Regions from separate parts of the Capsicum annuum genome. Here region 2 is linked to region 1. Evidence: chromatin contacts called from public Hi-C data. All regions are on one chromosome and are shown on one strand. The core of a region is the stretch at or near the end of the contact, and the rest is flanking DNA. Distances in the headings are between cores, read along the strand shown. Region 1 holds the start of LOC107854974 (mediator of RNA polymerase II transcription subunit 30). Region 2 holds the start of LOC107856993 (probable folate-biopterin transporter 2).

Region 1 (3,026 bases), core at 269-2,768:
AATTTGATTTTATGCTTTGTTGCTCGACGACTGAGGCAATTCACCTAGTGTGTAGACTGGTAGAGCAGTATAGAGAGAGGAAGAAGGATCTTCATATAGTGTTTATTGACTTGAAAAAGGCGTATGACAAGGTCCCTAGGGAGGTTTTTTGGAGATGCTTGGAGGCAAGGGGGGTTCCTGTGGCGTACATCAGAGCGATTAAGGATATGTATAAGAGGGCGAAGACTCGAGTAAGGACGGTGAGAGGAGATTCTGAGCATTTTCCGGTCTTGACAGGGTTGCACCAGGGATCAACTCTTAGTCCATTTTTATTTGCTGTGGTGATGAATGTGTTGACGCGAAATATACAAGGCGACGTACCTTGGTGTAAGCTTTTTGCGGATGATGTAGTTTTGATTGAGGAGTCACGGCAAGGTGTTAGCGATAAGCTGGAGGTTTGGAGATAAAACTTGGGGTCTAAAGGTTTCAGATTGAGTAGGACCAAGACGGAGTATTTTGAGTGCAAGTTTAGTGACTTGAGGCAAGAGGATGAGGTGGTAGTGAAGTTGGAATCTCAAGCAGTCTGTAAGAGGGATAGTTTTAAGTATCTTGGGTGTACGATCCAGGGGAATGGGGAGATAGATGAGGATGTATCTCACCGTATTAGGGCAGGTTGGATAAAATGGAGGATCGTTTCGGGAATTTTATGTGATAAGAAGGTACCTCCCAAGCTGAAAGGCAAATTTTATAGAATTACGGTCCAACCAGCTATACTGTATGGAGCGGAGTGTTGGCCAGTTAAGAGTTCTCATATCCAAAAGTTAAAGGTGGATGAAATGAGAATGTTGTGTTGGATGTGTGGTCTTACAAGGGCGGACAAGGTTAGGAATAAGATTATTCGGGAGAAGGCGGGAGTGGTATCGATGGAGGATAAAATGCGGGAAGTGAGGTTGAGATGGTTTGGTCATGTGATGATGAAGGACACGGATGCCCCAGTTCGTAGATGTGAGAGGCTGGTGTTAGATGGTTTCAAACGGGGAAGGGGTAGACCGAAAAATACTGGAGAGAAGTGATTAGACGTGACATGGAGCAGTTACAGCTCACCGAGGACATGACCCTGGATAGGAAGGTTTGGAGGAAGAACACTAGGATAGAGGGAATCGTAGTCAATAGTTAGGTTTTGTTTGGTGTCTTTTGTTTGGTAATATACATTATTTTTATGGTTGTCGTATCTATGTTAGTTTTATCACATTTCTTGCTTTGGAAGTTCTGGTTTATTGCCTTGTGTCTTGAGCCGGGGGTGTATCGGAAACAGCCTCTCTACTTCTTTAGAGGTAGTGGTATGGACTGCGTATATTCTACCCTCTCCAGACCCCACTAGGTGGGAATATACTGGGTTTGTTGTTGTTGTGGTTTATTTCGGTTTAAATCGAAAACTGAATTACGTCAACCTAAAAATCAAACCGAAATACCAAATTTATTAAAAAATAAACCAAAATCAAGCCATAAAAACAAAATAATTTGATTTGATTCGGAATTTTAATTTTTCGATATCTATGCCCTCAGGAAAAGAGTAAAACGTGTCGCTTCATGCTCAAATTACTTCTCCTTAAAACTCCTCGCACCGCTCATCGCCGCCACCGTAAACTAGGGTTTTCAACAAACCGTTTACAATTTCCATCCAAAAAAAATGGAAGAAAAAGGCACGATAACAAGCCCTAAAACCATACAAGAACTCGCCGTAGAAGGTCAAAAGCATTTAGAAGACACAATAGAAGCCGCACATCAAATCCTCTCCGCTATGAACGACGAACTCTGTAACCCATCACTTTGGTCCACTCCAAATCCGTCAACTACAACCTCTCCGTCCCCGGCAGCGCCGGCGCTGGCCGCGGGTGGTGGTGGTTTGAGTAATGGACAGCAGCAGCATTTAAACGGGGATGTTTTATCGGATACGTCGTCGTCTTCTTCGGCTTCGGCCTCGGCTTCGGCTCAGCATTTGGATATTGGTGGAGGTGCGCTTGAAGAATCGCGGTTACGTTATAAGTTATCTGTTGCTTGGTTGCGTTCTGTTCTTACGGCGATTGCTAATTCACAGAAGGTAATGAATTCTACGTATAGAAAATGCATGGTTTTCTTAAATTAATGGTCAAAAACACACCTAAATATTCTGATTTTTCTGAGTTTCATACATGATGGTGCAAGTAAAACGTGATTTTTTTTTAAAAAGGCAGTTTTTGTTTTCAAAGTAAAAAATGATATTTAAAAATTGGAGTTGTGTTTGGTCATGAATTTAGTAATCTTTGAATTTGTGAGTAGTTTTGAGTGGAAAAAGTGAAAACAGTTTTTGTTGTTTTTCAGATTCTTGAAAATTCTGGAATTAAGTTGAATTTCGGAATTTTACTGGCAAATGTGTTTCACAGAGTTGAACGGTAAAAAGTGAAAAATTTTCGTGGCCAAACACTCCCTTAATCTGAACTGACAACTAAACGCTCCAACTCGTTCCCACACACCTTGATGTGGACTGGCATCTAAACACTCCAACTCGTTCCCACCACCAGATGCTGATGTGGCACATAAATTTTGAAGGTGTCTAGATGATCATATTAAGTTGTTGGAATGTTCAACTGACACAGGGGAGACGAGGTGTGTAGATGTGTATACTAAAAGTTGGAGTGTTTACTTGTCGGCTGAGGCCAAGTTTGAGTGTTTGTTTATTGTATTATGCATTTTGTATTTGTGTAATATTATAATTTGTATGGTTAAGATAGTGATCCAAGTAAAAGTTTGATTGATATAATCATGAATCAACTATGGCTCTATCATAAGCTAGTTGGATTTGCTATATGACTGGATCACTTCTAGTGAGGTCCATTATGTGAATGAATGAAGAGATGAAAGTAAAAAAGAGGTGTAAAATGCTCCAAGGGATTTGGTTCAATGCCAAAGGTAGTTCAACATAGGATGTGCGGTAGGCTAGCGCGATGAGTTTAGATCGAATGTAGAGAACCTCTAGTTTCAGGGGTCCCAAAACTGTTGAATACTGG
Region 2 (3,003 bases), core at 287-2,786, 200 kb before region 1:
ATTGATTAGTCCACTTATAACATGGAATTTTCGGGTTTTGGTAAGTACAACAATATAATACGGACGGATTCCAACTAGCTACCAGCCTTGAAACAACATTAACTACAGCTAAACTAACAGATGATCATGAAAAGTATAAAATTAGCGGTAGAACTAAAAAAAAGTTAAATGGCATTGCATATTTTACCCGCAAATAAGAAATAAGGCCTGCGGTGATACCCCAAAATGGGAACAGCATCAGTGAGAAGACCCCAAAGAGGCTTGACAATCCAGGGGATTGAAGTTATCCCTGAATAAACCTGAGATTCAGAAGGCTGCACTTTTTGTACATCCTTCATATAGTACTCTGTACTTATGCGGGAAAAAGCACCACCAAGTCCTTGGCTTATTCCATATACAATCACAACACCAAACACAAAACTCCAGTGCAATTCCATAGCGAGCATTTTGAACCAGTTGACTGGAGCACAAATAGAACTACAGATCCTATCATTATGCTCACTTTCTTGCACTTCCTCCCCCTCCTCGCCATGAATTTGAAGCTTGGCTTCTTCCCCCTCACTATGAACTTGAAGTTTGGCTTCTTCCCCCATCACTGCCCAAACCTGCAAAATGGGATCCCAAAAGAACAAAGACACTTCCAGTCCAAGATTAGACCTTTTCAAGATTCTGGAACCTCAATGTCCTAGAGAAGTCAACTTCCAAGCAAATGGAGATCTCAATCTGTAAAACCCCAGTTCAAACTTGGTTCTTCAAGATTCTGGTACAAAAATGTCTCAGAGAAGTCAACCTCCAAGCAAATGGATATCCAAATCTGTAAAACCCCAGTTCAAGATTGGACATTTTCAAGATTCTGGTACAAAAATGTCATGGAAAAGTCAACTACAAAGCAAATGGATATCCAAATCTGTAAAACCCCAGTTCAAGATTGGACCTTTTCAAGATTCTTGTACAAAAATGTCATGGAAAAGTCAACTACCAAGCAAATGGATATCCAAATCTGTAAAACCCCAGTTCAAGATTCGGCCTTTTCAAGATTCTAGTACCTCAATATCTTGGAAAAGTCAAAATTTCCAAGCAAATGGGGATCTCTTGGTTTGTTTTCTCCATATGGGGTTTTAAAGATTTCTTCCTACTTAACTTTGACTACTATATATGTCTGCAAAAGATTCAAACTTTATCTGATCTGCAAGCTAAATACCTAAAAGTATGTCTCCAAGAACATTAATTATTCTTTCAACTTGCATATTGCTACAAACACTCTCCATGTGTGTCCGAAAGACAGATGTACTGAACCTATCACTACATATTGAGTTGGTTGGGAAAGGGCCGGACCTCAAGTTCTATTTAATGCGGTCTTACCTTGCATTTCTATCATACTGACTGTTCCACAATTTGAACCAATAGCTTCCTAATTATATCACAGCACCTTTTATCAATCATTAACTAGAAGAAAATAAGATTAGGTAGATTCAAGAATGATTATTGAGGACAAAATGGAAGTTTCAAGGTAGCTAAATTTTAGTAAATTTTTAGTTCACACTTCACATCAACTTCTGTATTATTATTATAGTAAGTAACCCCCAAGGACAGGAAGGCTGTCGTAAAGTTCGCATTTTCAAATGAAACACTACGGCTACCTGCTGTTTTGTCTTTGTTAACTACCATATAATATTGTCTGAAAATAAAATTGGATCTTATGTTTTAAATACAGTAATGAAAAAATTGAATCAAAGAGTTATCAGCAAATTAAAAACATATTTTTTAAACAAATTAAAAAAATAAATAAGAAAAACAGATTGAAATAAAAGGAGTACATGTGATTTGTATATTTTGTGTGAATTTCTTTTACTTTTTCGGTTCTATTTTAATTGATCATTTCTATTTTATATGATAATTAAGAAATTAAATAAAATGATTATTTTTATTAAATTACTCTTCATTCATATTGATGGATATAATGATCATTCAAAGAATATTAATTATAGAAATAAAATAGAAAAAATTTAATTAATTTTATCTTATTTAATAAGTAGACAAATAACTTAAGGTGTGTATTTATAATTAGGTGGTCAGCTAAAATGGGATGAAGGGAGTAATAAACATTTATTTTACACGTTATTTGTATAGCTTATGTGCGTTTTTGGTTTATTAATACACATTCTATTGTATAGAATAGCAGTAGGAAGCAGGTGCAGGTCGTCCTATCAGCTTTCGCTATCTCTTTTTTGTAATTTTTTGTTTTTTCCGTTCTAATTTATTTATCTTATTTTTTAATTTGATATGTATTTAAAAATTACATGAAATTACTTTAAATTATAATAATTAACAACTTAAAAAAATTGAAAAACATATAAAAATTTAGTTGATTTTCAAAATTCTATCAAATCTACATATATTGTAATAGATGAAGTAATATTTATTATTTAAAAATAACATAAAAAGTATCATAAATTATAATAATTAACCACTTAAATCATGTGTTTAAAAGGTATCATACTAACTTACATGGAGTATCACCTTTTTGTGATTATTAGGATTGCACATATGCCAAGCAAAAGATATGAGACATTGACGCTACATGGCACTTATATGTTCTTTAAGTGTAAAGAAAAAAGAAATATATTTCTTATATATTGTATATACTAGATGGCACGTGCTCATGTACTGCACGAGCATATTGTCTGTGACATCGTTTATATTCGAGAAGCAACAATCGTTATTCCGTTAGTTTAAGATAAGGTAAAAGCTTACACGTTAAATTTCCGCTCAACTAAATCTGAGACTCTTATCGAAAATAGATGGCTAGAAGTACTAATGAAGAGAGTCATTATAAAGTTTAGTTCACATAAGCTCAAAAATAGTCACTGGCTTAGACATTCTCTTGGATGCATTCACCATACAAGAATTCGAGGTAAGTTATGGTATCACAATACAATAATATCAAGTTGGAAGAAGATGGTTAGAAGTTCTACATTCGAGAATATGATTAATTCAAAGAGT

Evidence for each region. Hi-C and Micro-C count contacts between places; a contact is called where the count stands out from the background.
Region 2: a contact with region 1 is called in a Hi-C map of placenta, with 2.9 times the contacts expected there. The contact joins the promoter of LOC107856993 here to the promoter of LOC107854974 in region 1. A contact is called at or near these places in 2 of 5 Hi-C or Micro-C datasets (leaf and placenta).

Annotation. Positions count from the first base shown.
Region 1 is chr1:204,876,885-204,879,910 of UCD10Xv1.1, reverse strand. It overlaps LOC107854974 (mediator of RNA polymerase II transcription subunit 30), which reads left to right and starts at 1,518. Exons shown (of 3, transcript XM_016699961.2): 1 at 1,518-2,080. The coding sequence starts at 1,670.
Region 2 is chr1:205,075,099-205,078,101 of UCD10Xv1.1, reverse strand. LOC107856993 (probable folate-biopterin transporter 2) reads right to left here and starts at 1,536. Exons shown (of 5, transcript XM_016701949.2): 1 at 188-1,536. The coding sequence starts at 593.